Regions from separate parts of the Anas platyrhynchos genome. Here region 1 is linked to region 2. Evidence: chromatin contacts called from public Hi-C data. All regions are on one chromosome and are shown on one strand. Each heading gives the region's core, a stretch centred on a gene start, on an enhancer-like site or on the middle of the called end of the contact. The rest is flanking DNA. Distances are from core to core; before and after follow the strand shown. Region 1 overlaps VWA8 (von Willebrand factor A domain containing 8). Region 2 holds the start of RGCC (regulator of cell cycle).

Region 1 (4,851 bases), core at 1,072-3,571, 62 kb after region 2:
TCCCTTGTCATGGGCTTTCCAAAGCATCATACAGGCAGCTAGAAACCCACTAAAGCATGACATGTGTGCATATGTGTAAACATATGTACAGTATCCAAGACCTTACGTATCAACTGGTTTTATTATGGAAAAGCTGATAGGCAATTTTGTAGAAAGAGGATTAAATGTAGTCCTCCATACTGCCCCTCTAAAACACCAGGAAAAAAAGACAGCCCTGCCTCCACCCTGAAAGCAAAGCCTGAAGTAACTACTTTTAATTTAAATTTCTGGATGCTGCTTGTGTAAATTATGTAGCTATTAAAAGGTATTTTCCTTTTCAGAACCTCATCCTGTGAAACCCTAGTATAATATGTACATATTCCCTGTCTTTATTAATCACTAATGTTCTAATGAATATGTTAAATGCTCCAGGCAATTTAGTAATAAAAACAAGATTAAAAAAGGAAACTTGACCTGAATGCAATAGAAAAATTTCTGGGTTTAAATACACTGATTCATGTACAGCATGTGCTCTATGCTTGAAAGCCTTTTTATTTATGCCATTTGCTTCAACTGATGTAATCTCACCTACTCCTTATAGTATCCAAATTTGTCCTCCTATTGGGCATCACTTTGTTAACAGGAGCAAAATGTGAGCTGATAAAGCTGATTCTAAATTTATTTGCTCTGATCTTTTAATCTGTCTAGTACTCTCTTCTTTCACACTGCAGTTATGTCCTGGGCTGAAACATAAAACTCATTTGGTATGACTCTCAATACCCTTAGTTTTTTTATGCCAAGTAGCAGAGCTGACCTGAAATTTCAGACAGTGGAAGAAATCTGAATCTCTGTGCATGGTATGAGAAATCCTTGGTTAGTAACCCTGTGTTACACTAATGCAGGGAAGATCTACAGTTCTCATAGAAATGTCTGTTGAGATCTAAGAGTTCAAATCACCTAAGCAATAGGCTACAATTATTTCAAACAGAAGCAATTTGCTCATGATAGACCATTTCAAAAGATATTTGTTAGGTGACCAATTTCTAACAACATGCAACCTGTATTTACCATAATTCAAACAATTTTCACCTGGTAGATCCCTTTTTAAAAAAGATAAAATATTCACATCAGTCTCCTTACCCACCTATCTATGTTTTACTCTACCAAACTCCACTGTCATTTCAACAATGTGGCTTAATTTAATAAAACATTCTATACATCCTGTCCAGAACAATTAAACACATGCTGGTAAGCTCTGTTAAATTATAATGATCAGGGTAAGGTAGCTGCTAAATGTAGTTAATAAAGAAAACTCCTTTCAGTCATCTTTACCTAGTTCTTCTGGGAAATGAAAGGGAAAATAAAGACTTTCACCTCTGTTTAAAAGCCTTTTCACCCATCTCTCGAGCAGCTCTCTTAACCTCTTCAGGAACAGCATCCTTTTCAGCTTGCGATATTTGGTAAACCTTATGGCCAGCATCCAATCGATATGGGCCACCCTTGCCACCTAACCCAGCAGTGTCTCTTCCACCTAGGATAGTAGAGATACAAAATAAATAAATTACAAATAGGCATTAAATAATAAGAAAATATTTTCTTTTCTGCATTAAGTAAACTATCTCTAAGCAGAGAGTAGGCTCGTATACATCCATTTCTGACTAGTACAGCCTCTCTCTTAGACATCCTTCCATGATGCATAAAAAATAATGAATGAAAACCTGTTCCACCAGCCCAAGTATTTCCACCAACATGAGGCATGTTTTGTGGATCCACTTTTCCATGTTTGGGGGAACTGACATCCAAACCACTGTCCCTCTGAATGGTTATCTGTAAAATAGAAAATAGAGCAATAAATCTCTTTTATATCAAGCAAAACCACTCTAACAACCTAACAACAACTGACTAGGTCTTCTACTCTGCTCCTGAGAGGCATGTTAGACCCATATCAGATCTCAGAATACACATCTAAACCACTCAGCACATTCAGATTTTGTCCATGCTAGAAAAGTGCTTATTGATAATGACTAACATAATTTGAAATTCCACTGTAAACAGGATCATCCGCTGTCTGAACACTTCTTGCAGTATAGGCAACACCTGTCTGTATAGCCAATTTACAAATTTCATGCGCACCCAGCTCCAGCTCCACATTCTTTATTGATGGGCAGATTGATCATCTTTCCGTGAACAGTGACTAAATAAATGGCATGTTCTTCTCATATTACACGCTCGTGTAATCCTTAACTTCCCCACCACGACCACAAATCTATAGCAGTGGGTTTTCTCCTGCAAATGCCTGTCCAGTGACAGCACTTTCCCCATCAATTTACCGTACCGCCAAAGGCTCAACAGCTGTCAGATGGTCAAGACTGAGTCACTTTAGGCTGGGGTTGGATTTAAGCGGGTGAGTGAAGGTAAAAATAGTTTATCCTGTTATAAACTCTGAGTCATGCAGTGAATCAATGATTCATGTGTAAACTGCCCTACAATTACTACACTTCCATAATTTAATGCCAGTTTACTATTATATGAAATTCAATGACAGATGTAAAAGCGATGTCTTTATATCTAACCTCTGTAGATTAACTTTCTTCTCATTTACCATAATACATTTATATCTCTGATGAATTTCCATGCCCCATTAATGACAATTTATTGCCTTCTCAAAAGTTCACTGGCTTTATGAGGGTTTTCACTGGAACCGTATAGCAGTTTAATTCCTGAGTTCACTGTCTTGTAGACCCAGCTTAATACTCACATGAATTCCATACATGTTTTTGAACTGAAAACATGTGTTCTAACAACAGTCTCTTGGCAACTATTCAAAATATAATTTACTTCCACTTTACAGAATTGATATTAATTCAAAGAGGTACAATACATCCTCTGTGAACCATGTCATTAGTGTAAAATCAAGATCTAATCTGTTAAATTACATTAATTTAACATTTGTATAGGAAGAAAGACACTTAACCACAACAGCATGTTACCCTTAGGGGTCTATACTTTTTTGCTTTAAGAGATTTCTTCCAAAATAAACAGTTCTTTTTCTGTAAAACTGGTAGATTTCAAAACTATCAGAAACAATGGGGTGAACGTAACCCACTAAACTTAGTTTAATGTAAAATCATAAAATCAAAGCTGTAGTGTCAGCTTCAAGAATCAAAACAAAATATTCTATAAACAATAAGATGATGGCAAATCCTTTACATTTGCATCCTTCTAGGTTCTTTGTAGAAAAACGCACGAAATTCTGCAAAGGAGAGCTCTATGAGGCAAACATAGTTTGTGAAACAGATACCAAATTCTCTTTTTGTCAAGTTTTCCTACTGATAAATTTTACTATTTTGAAATACAATTACCGTTTAAATTTTAGCAGTGAAAAGTTCAGTAGACAAAAAAGCTGTTCACATAATTTTCTCAAATATAATAAATTGTTCACATATTTCTAGTAGATATGTATTAGGTTTCAAAGATATATATACATTCTACAACAGTTTTGATCTGATTAAAGTAGGTATTCTTAACTTTGAAACAGAATGTGGTTAACAGAAGATCTTTTATTTTAAAATGACATATAACTTGTTTAAAGGACAACAGAGCATCCTACATTATATTTCTATTAAAACCTTGAAAAAAAACCTGCATGGGAGAGAGAGAGACAAGTGGTACAGTCTATCACAGCTTAAGAATGTGTCCTCCTTACTAATTTTTTTCTATATAGTTAGTAGTCTGGTGGGTAAAATATTTGAAAATTTAAGGAAACTAGAATGGAATAACACCAGCAGAGGTATAAATATGAAGGCAATGAATTCCAGCAGTTTTACACATCTCCTTGTTTTTTTAAATAACATCTGTGCACACAGAAGGAGTATGTTTTTTGTTTTTGTTTTTGCTGGATTGCTTGTGTAATTATTATTTTTTTTTAATTACCACACACTTAGAAACTATGTTAAATTAGCAAACTGTAGAGACTTTGGAAAAAAAAACAAACAAACAACAACAAAGAAACAACAACAACAACAACTTCTGGATATACCCTCTCAGCTCTTCTTTAAGCTGTTAGGTAATGCCATTAGTGACTTATCTGTTTTTTCTCCTCATCATCCCTCTCTCCACAGTAGAGTTTCAAGGTAATTTTACAATTAACAACATCTCTCTGCTGTAAAGTTGTTTTTTTATTTTATTTTATTTTATTTTCTTCTAGAAAGTAAAAATTAGATTAGCAGACAAAAATAATTGAAGATATATTTTAGAAACAATAAAACAGTAAATCACTGAGTCTGGACATGAAAGCAAAGGAAGGATGAGGAAAAAAAGAAAAAAACTTTTGGACAACTTTGTACATTCTTCAGCATGACGTATAAAGAGATGGAAAAGCCATAGATAAGTCACCCCTCTGAGGTTTGAAGGAATTCTTGATGTTAGAACTGTTGGAAAGGTAGATTTAAGGGTGAGGATCCAACACTATTCAGAAGCTGGCAAGCTGAAAGACAGGAAGAAAAATCTACTTTGCCTGGAGTGAGAAGGAAGACAAGAAAAACAAGTATTGGAAACACAGGAAAAGCTCAAATATATTGAAGAAACCTACACTAACTTTTCCAAGCTTGTCTGATTGGAATTTCTAAAACTACTAAGATTTCTCTTACTGTTCTGTTGGGTATCTTCCAAATACATATATAAACTGCTTGCTCAAAAGTTGACCAATCCCCTCCTGCATACTCAACTTCTAAATCTGTTGTAAGATTTTTATCAATTTTGCTTCTTTCAGTGAAGAGTTTTGACTAGGCTTCTCCTTTTAAGAGAAACTTGTGCATTCTTTATATGCTTTATATACACTGAAAGGCTTTATTCAGTATTGTGAAGTACTAA
Region 2 (4,688 bases), core at 1,063-3,562:
TAAATATTTAGCAGAAGCAATGACACAACACATGTCTAAACATGACCAACAATTTTAAAGTTCAGGATTTAAGGAAAGAAGATTTCCAAACATATGACTATAAAGACGGGAATTTTAGGGAGCCATTTCTTCAGCATGCCTAGCAATTATGATAAAAACAGTAATTCTGACCGTAAAGCAGTCATTTAAATAGAAGTCCAGGGATAAACTCTTGTATCTCTACAGGAAAGCAGTCCTCTCTTCAACCCTCATCCCCATGTCCTCTGTGCTGTTACCAACTCTGGAACTCACCTGACTCAGCTGAGACAATTCAACTCAGTACAGTAAAAAAATATTCACTTTCTGATGGATTTCTTTCTTACGTTGTAATGTGTTGAATTGGATCAGCATAAGGGCTGAACAATAATATGGGTAGGTTCTTGGAAAAGAGAGAATCGACATTAGCTATGGGACCAGGTCCTTGTATTTTGGAGCTGTGAGTTCTACCTAGTCCAAGCCAACAGCTCTTCTTTCTCCCTTGTGTCTATTATCTTTAATCCCTCTTTTGCTCTTGGCATCATGCCCTTATATCTTCTTGTTCTCTACTTTTTAACCTTGCTTTCCCTCTATGTCACTACGGTCTTCAAAAAGGATTGTTCGTCACCACTTTTATTAGCAGAAAGAAAAACAGAGGAAGACCACAAGAATGGAGGAAACCACAGAATAAATATCAATTGAACTTCACCATGAGCACTCCTTTTGATCCACAGCAAAAATAAATAAATGCTTCCATATCAGCTGGTAAGGAGAGGTGAACAATTCTGCTAAGTACTGATGATTTGTTGTCTAGAATATTGTTCTTTTCATTTTATGTCTTGCAGAAGCAATGACAACATGTCTGAAAATGTCATTACTACTAAACATTAAAGAAGATTCAGAGATTTTTTCTTCCCTCTCCTCAACTCATTTATTTTAATTGTAGATATTCTCATCAACACGCAAATATAATCGTAGCTCCTGACACATATGCGTGGAATAGCACCTGATGTCTGTTCTCAGTATTACTGGTTGTAACTAAACGTGACAGAGCCTTGCCCAATGGGTATTTCACAGAACTGATAGTTTAGCTGCTCAGCCAGCTTTGTTTAAAAGCAACGAGAGGCAGTGCAAAATCAACATTTGGTAGCTATGGTATGTATAAACATCATGTTGACCTGACTTCAGGACAAGTGCTCATTTTTTTCTCCTATGATTAAGGAAACCTCTTCACTGGAGAACACCCTGGCCGGTGCAGATCGGGCTGCAAGTCCACGTGTTTGAGCAGCTCCCTGCATCTCCCCCACCATCTGCTCCTGTCCTCAGATCACCCTCTTTGACGTACTGGCCCAGCTGCCCTGTGGCCGCGTTCACAGCTCACTAATTGCTCTAGCTGAGAAATAACCACGGGACAGCACAGACAGATGCCAGCACAGCGCGGGGCGGCAGGCGGGAAGTGCAGCGATGGGGAACGGGCTCTTGATGGTGGCTGAAGCGAAGCCACGGGCTCGCAGCATGCCGCACAGCAAGTGTAAATCAAGCAAAACACAGGTTGCTGCCTCTTCATCCTGCTTGGCAGGGGACTAGCAGCCCTGGGACCAGGTTGTCGGCTGGGTGAGGATGATCCAGACTCGATTTTATTTGTGAGGTTCCCTCCTCTCTTTGCATCTGGCTCTGATGCCCGTTGTGTCCTCCATCGGCAGCCCAGCAGAGAGCCAGTGCAGGCGTCTCCCCCTCCTCAATGTGAAATAGTTTAGATTAGCAAACTGAATCAGCCAGGGCTGGTCAAGCTATTGGGATAGTGACCAGGGGAAGAGGGGCAATATGTGGAAGCAGTGAAATCTGGACTGTAAAGCTTTCCTGAAACCCCAGACTCAGACCAGGCACCCTGGGTAGCTTGTAGGGGGGTGATAAAAACCTTGTGAAATCGTGATGTCTGCGCTACGTGAACTACTGGAGCGAGTTTAGAGGAGGGCTAGTGAGATGATGAGAGGACTGGAGCACCTGTCATACGAGCATAGGCTGAAAGAACCTGGCCTGTTTAGCCTGGAAATGAGGAGACCGAGGGGAGACTTCATCAATGTGTATAAGCATCTGCGGGGAAGGTATCGAGAGGATGGAGCCGGTCTCCTTTCACTTGTGCCCAGTGACAGGATGAGAAGCAACGGGCACAAAGTGAAGCACGGGAGGTTCCAGCTCAGTATGAGGGGACACTTTGCTGTGAGGGTGACAGAGCAGGCTCTGAGGAGCACCTCCACACCGAGCCGAGGAGCTGCGCACCTGCAGCGCCCGCCTCGCCCCCTCAGCGGGCAGGGCCGGCCGGTGGCCGCCGCCTCCCTCCCGCCCCCTCAGCCCCCAGCCCCAGCGGCCATAAGAGGCGGCGGCGGCGGGGCCGGGCCGGCAGCGGCGGGGCGGCCGCCATGAAGTCGCCTCAGGCGCAGCGCCCGGCGAGCCACGGTAGGGTGGCGGGGGGCCGCCAGGTCTACCCTCGCGGCACGGGGGGCCGCCAGGTCTACCCTCGCAGCGCGGGGGTGCTCGGTGGCTCCTTCACCCGCTTCTTTCTGTCTTTCTCCCTTCCTTCAGGCTCCGGCCGTCGCCCCGCGGAGCTGCCGGAGGAGGAGGAGGGCGACTTGGCGGAGGCGCTGGGCGAGTTCGAGGCGGTGCTGGAGGATTTCGCCTGCCCCGCCGGCCGGCGCCGCTTCCATTACGGCGAGCACCTGGAGCGCATGAAGCGGCGGAGCAGCGCCAGCACCAGCGACCTCAGCGACTCGGAGAGTGAGTGACGGGGACGGGGAGACCCCGAGGGTGGCTGCCTGACCCTGCCCGGGCATCCCCACTTCTGGGGGGCATGGGGGTTTATCCCTTGTGGCTTGTTTTAGGGGAGGAGCGCAGGGTGTTGGTGAGCCCAGGGTTGCCTCCCCCAGTGTCGCAGGGATCTGTTTGTTGCATGTCAGGTAAAGGAAAAAAGTGGTTCTAGAGGAAATAAGGCTGGAAAACTTGGTGTCTTCACACCAAGTCAAGCTGCCAGCTGGTAAAACATTGAGGTATCTTCTAGCCTTACGATAGAAAAAAGGTGTTCCTAAGTAAAATAGGAACCAATGGGGCTGTTCAGTTGCATCTTAGTAGCCTGAACATCAGTGGGATGAGCAGGAACTGAAGTACGCTTTCCAGAAGAGACTGAAACAAATCCAGGCTTCTGGCTTGGTGAGCAGAGCTGTTCTCACTCTTCTGGACGTGATAAACTCAGGCAACTCACATCTGAGCATACTTGGCATGCACAAACAGCATGCAGAGAGCTTGGAACAGGAAAGGTGGGAAGAGGGTATTGACTGGTGACCTTCTCTGAGCAAGAAAAATCTACAGTGGGAGCTAAGTTCTTATTCTAGCAAACTAGAAAAGTCTTACCCCTCTCAAATTCACTAGTCAGGGAGAGAATATCTTCCCTGTGCTCCTTGGCAGTGATAGAATCAAGTGCTGCTCTGTCAGAGGTAAGTTCTGTTTAAAAACAAGCTATCCCCACTTTTTTTTAGTTCCTAAACTGTTTCATTCATGCTTATCTTCATCAGACTTCCTTTGTTTGTCAGTTACTTGCAATAAAATTGTTCCTTTCTGCTGTGCATCTTTTCAGTGCGCATCTTTGACTTCCTAGAGGATAAACTCTGACAGCACAGCTTCTCAAACTTATCAGAGCTGTTTATTTCATCAAGGGGTAGGACTGATTTCATTTCAGTCACGGGCAGTTTTTTAACTGCCCTGAACTTGGATTCCTTGCCTAGCCATGTCTTTGGATTTTGTTTGTAGTCAGTGGAGACGTGTGGATCAGGATGTTAATCCATTGCTGCTTCATAATGGAGCGGGTGAATTATTCCTTGCAAGTAAGTATTCTTCTCTCCTGCTGAGGGAGATTTAGGAATGTATGCCTGATCTAGGTCAAACACCATCCTTTTATATGGCTGAGGGTGTATAAGCTGAGGCCTGCCTTCAGTGAATCAAACTGGAGTATGGGAGCATTTCTGTAAATTCAGGTCTGTTATTAATAGCAATAGTACAGCCCTAGTATTACAATTTCTTGTGCAGTCTTTCAGTGTTATAATTTCTTATCCTCTTGTATACTCTTATGGAAAATAAGAAGCACATAAATCAATAGCCATTATCCAGTGTTGGGAAAGTGAAGAAAGAAAACAAAACAGTATCAAGAACTTAAGCTCTATCCATGCAAAAAGGGTGCTTGTAGTTGCTTGGCATATCTGCTGTGGTTCTGTAAACTTGCATCTTGAACAGTGCTTAAAATTGCTGTTAGGATTGGAAGGAAGGGCGTTTTAGGGAAGGTATTCGTCTGACAGGGCAGAAGACCTCATGAGAGACCACATACTCATGCAAATTGGCAGACAAGATCTTCAGGAAGGTCTGGAAAATGGTGTCATAAAGCTTAATTGATTTAGACAGAATAACATTAATGGGGTAGCCTGATAGATGGGGTTGAGGACTTGGTGCAGAGCCATCAGGGATCCTGAGTTAGAAACATGTCAAGCATCCCAGTGACAACCTGTACTGGGGTTCCTCCCTTACTCATGTGTGATGTGGAGGGTGGTTCTGCACAAACTGGAAGTCACTGACTTGTTGATGCTGGCATACACTGAGCCAGGAGGTGCACTAAGAGACCTGTTGGGGTC

Evidence for each region. Hi-C and Micro-C count contacts between places; a contact is called where the count stands out from the background.
Region 1: a Hi-C map of skeletal muscle shows a contact between it and region 2, with 2.0 times the contacts expected there. The contact joins the enhancer-like site here to the promoter of RGCC in region 2. A contact is called at or near these places in 4 of 8 Hi-C or Micro-C datasets (F1 follicle, liver, skeletal muscle and 1 more).

Annotation. Positions count from the first base shown.
Region 1 is chr1:175,463,805-175,468,655 of IASCAAS_PekinDuck_T2T, forward strand. It overlaps VWA8 (von Willebrand factor A domain containing 8), which reads right to left. Exons shown (of 45, transcript XM_072032521.1): 38 at 1,698-1,806; 39 at 1,354-1,510. Among named protein-coding and RNA genes, the nearest start is that of RGCC, 62 kb to the left of the region's middle. Within about 2 kb of position 2,322, at least 2 of the 8 cell types and tissues checked have an H3K27ac peak or open chromatin away from gene starts, as enhancers often do.
Region 2 is chr1:175,402,056-175,406,743 of IASCAAS_PekinDuck_T2T, forward strand. RGCC (regulator of cell cycle) reads left to right here and starts at 2,313. Exons shown (of 5, transcript XM_027472340.3): 1 at 2,313-2,472; 2 at 2,599-2,790. The coding sequence starts at 2,436.